2 separate regions of the Mus musculus genome follow, and region 1 is linked to region 2. The links are chromatin contacts, called in public promoter capture Hi-C maps. All regions are on one chromosome and are shown on one strand. The core of a region is the stretch at or near the end of the contact, and the rest is flanking DNA. Distances in the headings are between cores, read along the strand shown. Region 1 holds the start of Scaf11 (SR-related CTD-associated factor 11). Region 2 holds the start of Senp1 (SUMO1/sentrin specific peptidase 1).

Region 1 (5,447 bases), core at 200-2,699, 1.6 Mb after region 2:
GTGAATTTTAAATGTTGCGAACACAAAAGGTAGAGCAATAAATTTGAAGTAGGAGATGTGGAGTTTGAGGATCGGTCTGCACAGTGAGACTCTGCATTAAAAACAAAATAAAATACATACAAAAGAATATCACATCTTCACCGGGAATTGCTCTTACTGATAAAATTCTCTAGGGTGAATTCTGGACCCCGAGTGTACACAGGAAAGCTAAACTTTATCTCTGCAGGATGGTTAACAGTGCCTTTGACTTGATTCTGTCACACAACAGTTTCAACAGGTTTTTAGGTTTTCTTAATCACCAGCTTCATTCGTCGTCATTACAAGAGAAAGGTCCCTCAGAAAGTCTTGTTTCATCAGAACAAAGTATTTTAACACCTCTAAATCACTGCGAAATACTTGCACACAGGAACACCACATTTCCAAACCTATGAAGATAGCTCACTGACACTGGGAGAGACAAGGCTGCCATTCATTGCATTCCTAAGCGGTTATTTACCCAGTCCCTTGCTGGTGCTCGGCTCTGTGAAGAGCTTAACGAGACATCATCCCAAACTTCGGTGTGACGTGACGGGCACTGAACAGCCAAGTAGCACAGGATGAAGATGCCAGGGAAGCGACAGGATCAGAGAGGAGGGCAGGGGACGCTGCTGGGCTGGAGGTAGGGAGGGAACAGCCTGGGTTGGGGTGGCCAGGCGACAGCGTGGATTGCAAGAGGACAACTAGGAAAAGCTAGAGCGTGGAGCAGGGGGTGAAAAAGCCAGCGCCTGACGAAAAGCCTGTAAAGACACCTCCGAGGTGAAACAAAAGATCCGAGGGCGCTGCAGGGCAGGAGGACATCGCAGAGTGACTGAAAGTGGAAGCACTTAAAGCCAGCCAGGCTCGGCTAGCCTCGGGGACGCGGGCTTAGGGCGTGGGAGTGTGTCCCGGGCTGGCAGGCCGCCGCGCACGTGCAGCGGGCGGAGTACTTCATCCGTGCCAACTACGCACGAGTTCTTCTCGGGACTGCAGTCTCTCCAAAACATCTTTATTGTCGCCCACGGAGCCTGCCAGGAAAGGCCACGACCAGAGAGAGCGCGGCCAGGGCGCAGGGGCGGGGGTGGGGATGAGGGGGAAAGGGGTGGAGCGAGGACTGAGCACGGCGCGTGCGCGTAGCGCTCCGAGCGGCAAGAGGGCGGGGCAAGAAGAATGTTTCCCAGAAGCCCCGGCCACTCGCAGACGCCGGAGCTCCCGCTCTCCAGCCGGGCGGCGTGCCCCGCCCACCACGTCCGTCCGTCCGTCGCGGCTCGCGGGCGCCCCCTGGAGGTCCGGGGGAGTACGGCAGCGCCCGCGAGCAGGTAGCGTGCGGCGGGTCCAGCCGCCCGCCCGCCCGCCCGCCCGCGTCGTCACCACAGTGCGCCGACCTGTGGCGGCGCGGCTGAGCCCCGCGGAAGGAGGGAGGGAGAAAGGGAGGGAGCCGCCAGACACGGCGGGGGAGGGGAGCGGCGGTGGCGCAAGCGGCGCGGAGCTAGCGCCGCCTGCCCGGGTCTCCTGCTGCGTGGCTGCCTGCGTGCTCCCGACCCGGCCGTCCGAGCCAGCCCGCGGGCCGCGCGCGCTTCCGAGCGGCCGGAGGAGTCCATGGTGCAGAACTTAGCGGCGGACTGACGGAGACCGGGCCTCCTGCGCCGGCGCGGCCGCGGGACCTCGGCCTCAGGTAAACACGGCGGGCCGGAGAGAGCGGACGAGGCGCCCCGGGGCGCAGCGCAGCGCGGCGCGGCGGGGGCGCGGGCCGGGCGGGCGGGCAAAGTTTGGGGCTCGCGCGCGGCTCGGGCGGTGTCTTTCGCTGCGAGCAAAGTTGGGAGCCGCGGCCCCGGGCGGCGCGGGGCGGAGGTCCAGTTTGGGCGCGCGCGGGGCCTAGGAGCAGAGCGGGGCGGCGCGGGCTGCGGGGCCTCGGCCGAGGCAGGAAGGGGCTCCAGGCCCGGCCCGCAGCTCCCCCACCCGCAGTGGGAACGTGTCGGCCGTGCTTCCGGGCGCTCCCAGGCTGGCCCGCTTTCCCGTGGAGTTCGCGTTCGTCCCCGAGCCTCCGGGTCCCGCTTGTGAAACCAAACTTCACTAGGCTGTGACCTCCCCGGCGCCTGAACGAGGAAGCGCTGGCCGGCGCCTGGCCTCGGCCTCTCCCTCCCTCCCTCGGCGGCCGCCTCCCCACCCCCGCCGTCGTTTTTAAAACCCGCTGCCCGGGCTGCCCGCGGTCCAACCGGCCGGGAGATCGAAACTCAGCCCCGCTCAACCCCGCCTTAGAGCCGGGGACTGAGTACCGATTAGAAGATTGGCCAATGCACGCTCGTCTTCCGCACGGATCTCGAAGAATTTAATTTAAAAGACACCTGGTTGCAATTGAGGGCAACAGTCCCAGATTGAAATGGTGACCTACACTCCCCATGCGTTGATCTGTACAGTATCGTATTCCGGTAGTCCGGCTAATCATCTGCGTGTGTGAGGTAGTAAACAATACAGAATGCAAGTTTTACATGCTGATCGTACTACGTAAAACCGCGGCTGCTTCTCATTCATTTTGGATTACATTTTGGCTACCATCCTTATATACTAGCAGCGAACTAACGAAAACTGACGAGAAAGTTTTTTAGTATGCCTTGACTAAGATATGGTAGTATTCAAATTTCCCCCAGTTTGGGCAGTTTTCTCTGAATTTTGGGGAAAGTATATCAATAAGTACGTTTTTTTTCATTTTTCAAGGAAAAGATAACTCATGTATGATTTATTTGCCGCAGCCCCACAACAGTGAAGGCAATAGATTCTTAGCCCTTTCATTTAACCGGTATTTTTAATAAAATTTTATTGGGTAATTCTGTCTCTCCACACCATGTTTCCACCCCCACCTCCCCCTCTGCTTTGGCACTTGGCTTAACCATTTTATTATTATTTAAAACAGAAGGAAAAAGTAGTTTTCTTGTTGTTATTGTTGGTTTATTTTTTATTTTTTGCCCAAATAGACAAAAAAGAAAAATTGAAAATATCTTTAGATATGAATTAATTTGCGTTTTGTTTATGCAGTCATTTTTTTCTTCTTCTTCTTCTTCATTGTTTATCAAGACAGGGTTTCTCTGTGTAGCCCTATCCATCCTGGATCCGCTCTGTAGATCAGGCTGGCCTCAGACTCAGAAATCCGCCTGCCTCTGCCTCTAGAGTGTTGGGATTAAAGGTGTGTGCCACCATTGCCCCTCTTGTGGTCAGAGTTTCAAAGATTAGCAGTTCCTACTGTAGCTTCACTTTAGCTAATAGTTTTTTCTTTGCCCTTCTGTAAATATACTGCAAAGGCAGCCTTCAACATGACAAAGGAGAAAAATACAAAAGAAAGTGTAAATTACTTAATTTTTAAGAGAAAACTTTTAAGAGTTTTCTTCCTGGAAGTCCCTCACGTGGTTCTGGGCCTTCTATTGGGTATTCCCAATTTTCCCATCTTCCTGGAGCACGGATAGTTTACGAGCGGTTTTCATGAAAACTTACCTAACCTGCTGTCATCCCTGACATATACCTTTAGTAATGAAGTATAATGGTAACTACCCATCAGCCTGCACATTTTAGGTACTTTAATGCAAGATAGTTGTAAACCACCATTCTAAGAGGGCAGTGTGCCTCAAAGTAACACAAGCTAGTTATAAAATAATGTGCACTGTGCTTCCCAGCTTCTGCTCTTGTCTTTTAGGGATGTAAGTGGTGTTTTGTCTTACCTTGTCTACTGAAAAACAGATGAGGTGTAGAACAGGCTGGCCTCGAACTCAGAAGTCCACCTGCCTCTGCCTCCCAAGTTCTGGAATCAAAGGTGTGCACCACCGCTGCCAGGCCAGATGAGTTTTATACATCAGATAGCTCATGGTGGCCTTGAACTTGTGATCCTCCTGCCTCTGTCTCGCAAGTGCTGGGAATTACAGTTGTACTAGCTTTAAAACCCAGGTCATTTGTTTTTTAAACATTTACCTTGTTTATTTACTTATATTTATCCTTGGAGGCCAGAAAAAGGTGTGTGATCTCCTGGAGCTAGAGTAGCCGACAGTTGTGAACCACGAGACGTAGGTATTGGGAACTGAGTCCTGATTTTCTCAAAGAGCAGCAAGTGTTCTTAACTGCTGAGCCATCTTTCTAGTCTCCAAACCCAAATTCTTAAAATTCTGTTCCTCACCTTGCACTTTGTTTCACATCTGGGCAGTGGTGACTGTAGTAAGCGGAAGAGTCTAGAGGTAAAATAGCCAGTACCATGGTCTAGTAGTAGGGGCTTTTGTGGGCCTGAGATGGTTCACTGGGTAAAGGCCACCTGAGCGTCCAATCTCTGGAACTCATACAAAGATGGAAGTTGTTCTCTGGCCTCAGTATGTGTGCCATGTTGTACACCCCTACCCCTAGCACAATAGTAATACATTAATTGAAAAATATATTTTGAATTTTATTCCTAAGAATTACCTTTGACTTGTCCCTTTTTAGAAATTAAAGTTATGACACAATAAAATTTCAGTGTGAGAATTTTAAAACACCATCCTCTCTTGCTTGGAAAATAACTTCCTAATAAGACAAACATGACAACACCATTTATCTTTGTTAACCCACAGTCTTTAACACTCTTAAGCCAGAATGAACCTTTTGTATTAGCTTGTGTTACTTACCTTCCCAAATGGCTTTCTTTCTCAGTCCCAGGAGATCACTGTGGCCTTTCCATAGCTCTGAAGTTACTTAGATTTCTTCTCTGACCCCATCTTCTTCCCTTTTCTCCAACCACGTTTCTCCAGGGCTACCAAGGTGTTCTCTGACTCTTGCATCTGAAGCAGCATCCCCATCTGCCACCCTTCCTATTCAATTTTATGTCCGTTTTCCCCCCACAGCATTTTATCTCTTTTTGACATACTGCTGTTAATCTAACACGTTTATTATGTTTCTTCAGTCTAATGCAACTTCCATGGGAACAGGTTTTGTCTTAGCTTTTTCTTTACATTGCAAGTGTATGTGCAATGGCTGGAGTTCAGAGGACAACTTGGTAAAGTGTGTTCTCCTGTGGACCTTAGGGACCCGACTAAATCACCAGGCTTTGTATGAAGTGCCTTTACCTGCTGAGTCATCTCACTGGCCCAGGGTTTGTCATTTTGTCAATGTTTTACTCCTAACAATTTGAACAGTGCATAGCATTGTAGTAGGTAAATGACAACTATTTCGTGGATTCACGTTTCCTGTTATAACTATTAAAGCTAGTTTTATAGTTTTTGTAAGGTTCTTATAGGTTTTTAATGTTTATTAAGTCTCTTGAATAATTTGCCAAATTATTTACATTCATGCATATAGACCATGTTTACATACAATCCACATTTTTTTTTAATGTGTGCACACATGTATATATCTCTTGAGTGTCTGTTCACATGTGCACTTAGGTGCCTGCAGAGGCCACAACTTCTGTTACACAACAGGTG
Region 2 (6,010 bases), core at 1,681-4,180:
GCTGGTCCTGTGTGTCGCTGGCACCGTCTAACGAGCTGGAATCCAGAGTGGAATAAGGGAGGAGAGCAGAGGGAGTTCAGAAGTGCAGGCTTCCCTGTCAAGCCCCAGCATGCAGCTCTTCTTCCCCCTCCCCTCCCCCTCCCCCTCCCCCCCCCCCAGCCCCCAGCCCCGCTCTCAGCAGAATGGCCGGAACCGTCTGAAGCTGGGAGCAGAAATGAACCTTTCTTCCCGTAAGCTACTTGATGAGAGCACTGTGTCCCAGCAATGGAACAGCACAGCGTGCTTTATAATGTGTTATTTCTAATATGTCATTGGCACACAGTAGAAACGAAGGAAGTATTGTCAGTGAACTGGCTCCAATATAGATGCTTTTAAGTTGAGAAGGAACATATAGATGTGTTCCTAAAATTTAATATAAAGTATTGGTGAGTTGAACCTTTATTAAATTATACAAGATAAACCTGTTATTAAATGTTTCCCAGGGTAAATTTTATAGTCTTTGGAATAATTTTTTGTTTTGTTTTTGTTTTTCGAGACAGGGTTTCTCTGTTTCTCTGTGTAGCCTTGGCTGTCCTGGAACTCACTTTGTAGACCAGGCTGGCCTGGAACTCAGAAATCAGCCTGCCTCTGCCTACCGAGTGCTGTGATTAAAGGCATGTGCCACCACCACCCAGCTTGGAATAATTTTGTAACATAATAATAATACCTTAATTTAATCCATTGGTGGGAGTTTCACGTTTTTCTATATAAGGTTTACTAACAACATGGAAGTCGAACTACATAGCTTAGAGTAATGAGGGAGGCAAGTGACTTAGCATGGCTATGGCTTGGAAACCATGTGAGCACATCTCTCAGAGTTTCCTGTGTTGAGATCATGGCATCCGGGGCATCATGGGCTCTGCTGGGAGGGAATGGCCTGGGCAGGAGCTAATGAGGTCCCATGGGTCCCAGTCAGCTCCTGTTGAAGAAGGCCGTTATAAGACAGACATACAGACTGCGCCCCGCCCTGACCCCATCTGGCTTACTGTGTGATTCCCTCCTTCTTCTTGCTTATGTTCTTGCTGTCATGTGGCTCAACCAAGGGAATCCTAAGCAGAAGCCAAACAAAAGAAGCTGCCTATTCGTGGGCTTCCAGCTTCCTAAGTTTCCTAAACCGTAAATAAAATTCATTCTCTACATTACCCCGAATTGGGTATTTTGTCACCGTGACCATCATGCTGTGAACAAACCTTTTGCTCTTCACCGCGCCTTTCCCCACCAATCCCCATTGTTTACTCACAGGCCTCACCAGTGTCAGGAATAGATACAGGTCCCACGGTGCTTGGATCATCATCCATACCGTCTAGTCTCCACTGGTCATCTGCCTTTGACTCCGGTATGGTCATGTTGGAGGTTGAAGCTTCCCCCGCTGGGAAGCGATAACTGTGGGTCACCATCAGGGTGGGGACCAGGGAGGGTGTGCTCCTTTCTCTTCTACTTTCCCTAAGAGGCTTAGCTATTCAGAACTTCTTTTGAATAAACACTTAGCATAAACGCGGTAAAGACGATTAAGAGAATGGATTGTTCTCAGTAACTAGTTTACTACCTCTAAACGATTCTATTCCTTTAGTATTAACAGAGGCAAAGCAGAACATATCACTACCAGTTAGAAAAGAGTGGAAGTTCTCTTTAAGTCCTGACTTACATGTTTGGGGGTGCCCACTGAGTATCAACAAGGACTCCTACTACAAGTCACCCCAGATAGGTTAGAATAATCTATAAATTAAATAGAAATCAACACCCTTCCCATGTTCCATGTTTCTTGTTCTCAGCTCCCAAGTCTTCCTCCTTTGCCTGGGATGAGGATAGCATCTCCCTTATACTTGTACAAAGAAAACACCCCAACACGGTGACAAAATATTTTTCCTACTAGGAATAGAAAACAAGCCCGTCGACCCCTTAAGTTTATAATTCTGCCAGAAGCTCTCATCCTGTATAGCTCTGAGAGAACATATCCCTTGTCACTATAACATAATCAATGGTACCTGTGCTCTGAGTAGTCCTGACTACTTGGCGAGACTCAATCACGCACATGAAAAATCTCAGCTGAAACTCCTCTCTACGCATGGCTACTTCCTAGAAGTAAAGAAAGTTTAATCCAAATAAATAGATCCATAGAATATTTAAAGTGTCAAAGGTCAACATGGTCTAGGTACACTTAATACCACTGGGTTTTAGGACTTGGCCATATAAAAATATCAGCATATAAGGTGATATAATCGTTTATATACATAACAAGTCAGGATCCCCTGAAGAAACAAGTTTATCTCCTTATGCTTAGAGAATAGATGAGGCTGGCAGATTCCAGAGGCTTTTCTTTCTTCAAGAGTGAATTCAGACAGGCAGTCACCTGGGTCTAGAATACTATTCTGAAGCCTCTTTCCAAATAGGGCCTGCGCCAGAGGCGTAATTAAATTAAGAAGCTCGGTAAGTAATTTGAATGAACAAGTTAATTTTTCCTCCATTCTGTCTTTAAAAGTCTGGCATTGATTACATGTTTAAGACCTCTGGTGAATCCCACTAGAGATCACTGTTTAAAATTATTCCAGTTATATAAGGCTAGGTGTGTTGTTAAGAGTCTAAGCTAAGGTGTTCCCAAAGTTTCTTAGTCTCTGCTCTTCCCCCTAGCCCCACTTCCTGTGATCAGTCAAGCGTGTCAAGCGTGACAAGATGCACACTAATTTTCAGAAGCTAGAGGTAAAAATCAATTTAGAACTCAAAATGAGGATTTGTCGGGGAAGGCGCAGGTTTCCAAACATCTAGGGCCCTAGCGAACAGCTGCCATGGAAACCTGTGCGTAAGCCAAAAAAAGGTCACCGAACGGAACCAGATGACAGCGGGTCAAGGAGCCGAGGGACAGAGAAAACCAAAGGACGGCGGGCGCACTAACAGTACTCCAAGTGCGACGAAGAGAAAAAGCCCCAGTCTGACAGGGTGACAGGGAGATGGAGACGCGAGTCAAACGCTCCCTCCACGTCTCGGGCCTCGCCACCTCGCGCAGGCGTCCCGCGAGCCTGTAGCTCGCTCTTTGACCTCTTGTCCCACCCCCTTCCCTCCTCCGCGCCCGCCAAACGGTCTTCCGGTAGAGTAAAGAAGGTTCCGGTTCCCGGAGGTTCCCGGGCTTTGCGGTCCGCGCCCGGCCGGAAACCCCTTTGCCTAGCAGCCGGTTCCGGTTCGGTGAGTGGCGGCGGGAAACTGGGGGAGGGGTGAGGATGGAGGGAGACCGGGCCGGGAGGCTGTGTCAGGCTGGGCCCGCGGGCCTCGGCGGGGCCGAGCGGAAAGGAGGACGGCGGTGGGGACCGTGCCCTGTCTTCCGCCCCGCCCCTTGGGACCACCTCCATTCCCCCCTGCTGCCCGGTCGCGGCTGCCTGGCCCGGGTCTGGTAGTTGGGCTCACTGAGGCCGCCCTTTCAGCCCTCCGGTCTCCCGACCCGCGGAGAGGCCATCTCCCCGCGGTCACAGCACGGCCTCCTTCTACATCCCACTCTACTTTTCCAAAGAGAGAAGGCCGGTTGGGATCGCGGGAGTTTCCCGCCAGAGCAGGGTCCCCGGGAGGAAGAGCTGTTCTCTACGAGGAAGTTGAGCTGTCGCTCCCACCTGCTTCGCCTCTCTTCTTCCTTGAAACCTGAATGCTACTCCTCGCCTACCGAGTCTCACGTAAAACAATTCTCCAACTCTTTTTACCCTGTGATAATTCCCTGGGATGTGATATTGCTAGAGCCACCACCAGAGAGAAACGTCTGGACCCTTCTGCATAGGTTATGAAAACCCCCTTAACTGCCGCCGTCTCCTTACCTGGCTCATCGCCTCTTGGTAATGAATTCCCTTGAACCTTTTCTTCGTATACCCTAACGTGATCTTTCTGGATATATGCTGGCTTCCTCTTGTCTTGAGCTTGGTGATTTCTGTTTTATCAGTACCTCTACAGTTTTTCTGTTATCTTGTTGGCAATAACTTGCTCCTTTATCACTTTTAAGGCACACTTGTTAAAATTACTTACTTCACGTGGCATACTTAATTGTATTTGGAGTGATGGTGATTCTTGCAAAATTTTGTATAGTCCTTTTATGTGCAATCAACCATTTGATGTAGGGTTTTCGATGTAGTAGGACATTCTGGATGAAGTAAAACATGTTTAAGTATTCTTCATAAAGATGATTTGTATTCACGACTCTTGCTGAAATGTGGATTACTGCCCTTGAGGTTACAGTGACACCTGTAATAGTGACCTGAACCTTCCAGTTAGACTACCTGTCCCCCCCCCCACCCCACCCCCTCTTTAAAGAGCTTCATTCCCTGATTTCAGTCAATTATCCAAACGGCAAACGTGGGTAGCCTATCACTCATCTGATGAATTAGGTCTGGAGAGGGAGTGGATGAGTTTACAAACAGGTTCTGCCACTTGTGGCTAAGGTGATGTAATTTTCTTCTTCCACTGTCTTCTCTTTCTCCTACCCGTCATACTAGTTTTGCTGTCTGTGTGACTGGATCTGGCTTCCTCGCCTGGCCTGAAAACTACTAAAGGGCAAAGGCCAGAGCTTTCTTGTGTTTATATCCCAGAACCCCACACTTAGTGTATGTGTGTAAGAAGTTAAGTACTATTTAAAGGTTAGAATAGTAAGGTGCTTAAGGTACTAATTTAACTGGGGGAGAGAGTCCACATAAAAATACTATGGTGCGGACCTGAACAGATGATGGCGAAGTGTAAAGTGTATCACAGGTGACAGATGATGGTGAAGTGTAGACTGTATCACAGGGTATCATTGTGTTATTCGCATGCTTACTTGCACATGTTGGCTCTGGATACAGGTAACTGTACAGGGCTATATTTTTCTAGTAGCTTCATTAGTGCGCTAAAAATTAATTTTTGTAATGATCTCTTCCAAAGTATACAGACTTACACATGATTTACTACTTTGTATTCTATTGCAGGCAATTTCTGTCTCCCTCAGATTTACCTTTCACTTGGTGTTCAGCTGCTAACTTGATTCACATTAGTAAGCAGCTGCTTAGTAACATTCTGGAAATTAAATGAATGATGACTACTAGGGATGAATTATGAAAATTATCTATCTATATGTGTGTGTGTGTGTGTGTGTGTGTGTGTGTGTGTGTGAGAGTGTGTGTGTGTGTGTGTGTGTGTGTGTGTTTTGAAACAGGGTTTCTCTATGTAACTTTGGTTATCCTGAAACTCGCTCTATAGATCAGGCTGACCTCAAACTCACGAGAGATCCACCTACTGTGTGACTCTACCACCACCCAGCAAGACAGATTTTCTTAAAATAAAAAAACCTGTCATCTGTGCTTGAATTTGATGACATCTAAGGCTCCTTATTAAGGACTCATGTAGAATTTTGATTTTGTTGTTTTCTTAAATCTCTTCTTCCAACATCATTGCTAAAGAAGGTACTAGAAGCACAACAAAGAAGCAAGATGTATTTGTTCTGAATATGGAGCTTTGATCATTTACATATATGAGCCAGGATAGATTGCTCAAAGCTAGTTGGAAAGGCTACTTTTCAATTGCCCTTGTGAATCTTTGAATGAATATCTTCTGTCTTCTGGATATGCCAGAAGATAGAAGCTAGAGTGTGCACTTGCTGAGGGATTCTTGGGTCCTTCCTTTTGCCCCATCTGTGTGATTTTATGCAAGTCAGTTTAACTTTTTGAATTATTTAATTTCTAGCTTGTTTTCTCCTTTTACATCTCTAAAATGAAAAAGAAATTAACTGGGATTATCCTACTGGAGACCAGATTTTTTTTCTTCCTGAGAGAATGTCTTGCTGTATAATCCAAGCGGCCTCAAACTTGGAATTTTCCTATCTCTCATGTTGTGGGTACTAGACATTTATTTATTTATCTATCTATTTATTTTGGTTTTACGAGACAGGGTTTCTCTGTGTAGCCCTGGCTGTCCAGGAACTCACTCTGTAGACCAGGGTGGCCTCGAACTCAGAAATCCACCTGCCTTT

What was found. Capture Hi-C pulls out chosen DNA fragments and counts their contacts.
Region 1: a promoter capture Hi-C map of adipose tissue shows a contact between it and region 2, with 3 times the contacts expected there. The contact joins the promoter of Scaf11 here to the promoter of Senp1 in region 2. A contact is called at or near these places in 1 of 39 promoter capture datasets (liver) and 2 of 9 other capture datasets (adipose tissue and liver).

The regions. Positions count from the first base shown.
Region 1 is chr15:96,456,845-96,462,291 of GRCm38.p6, reverse strand. It overlaps Scaf11 (SR-related CTD-associated factor 11), which reads left to right and starts at 1,449. Exons shown (of 15, transcript NM_028148.2): 1 at 1,449-1,690. It overlaps Gm41408, which reads right to left. Exons shown (of 2, transcript XM_030248866.1): 2 at 1-2,248. The coding sequence ends at 1,383.
Region 2 is chr15:98,090,489-98,096,498 of GRCm38.p6, reverse strand. Senp1 (SUMO1/sentrin specific peptidase 1) reads left to right here and starts at 2,930. Exons shown (of 18, transcript NM_144851.5): 1 at 2,930-3,216. It also overlaps a transcript of Pfkm not described here.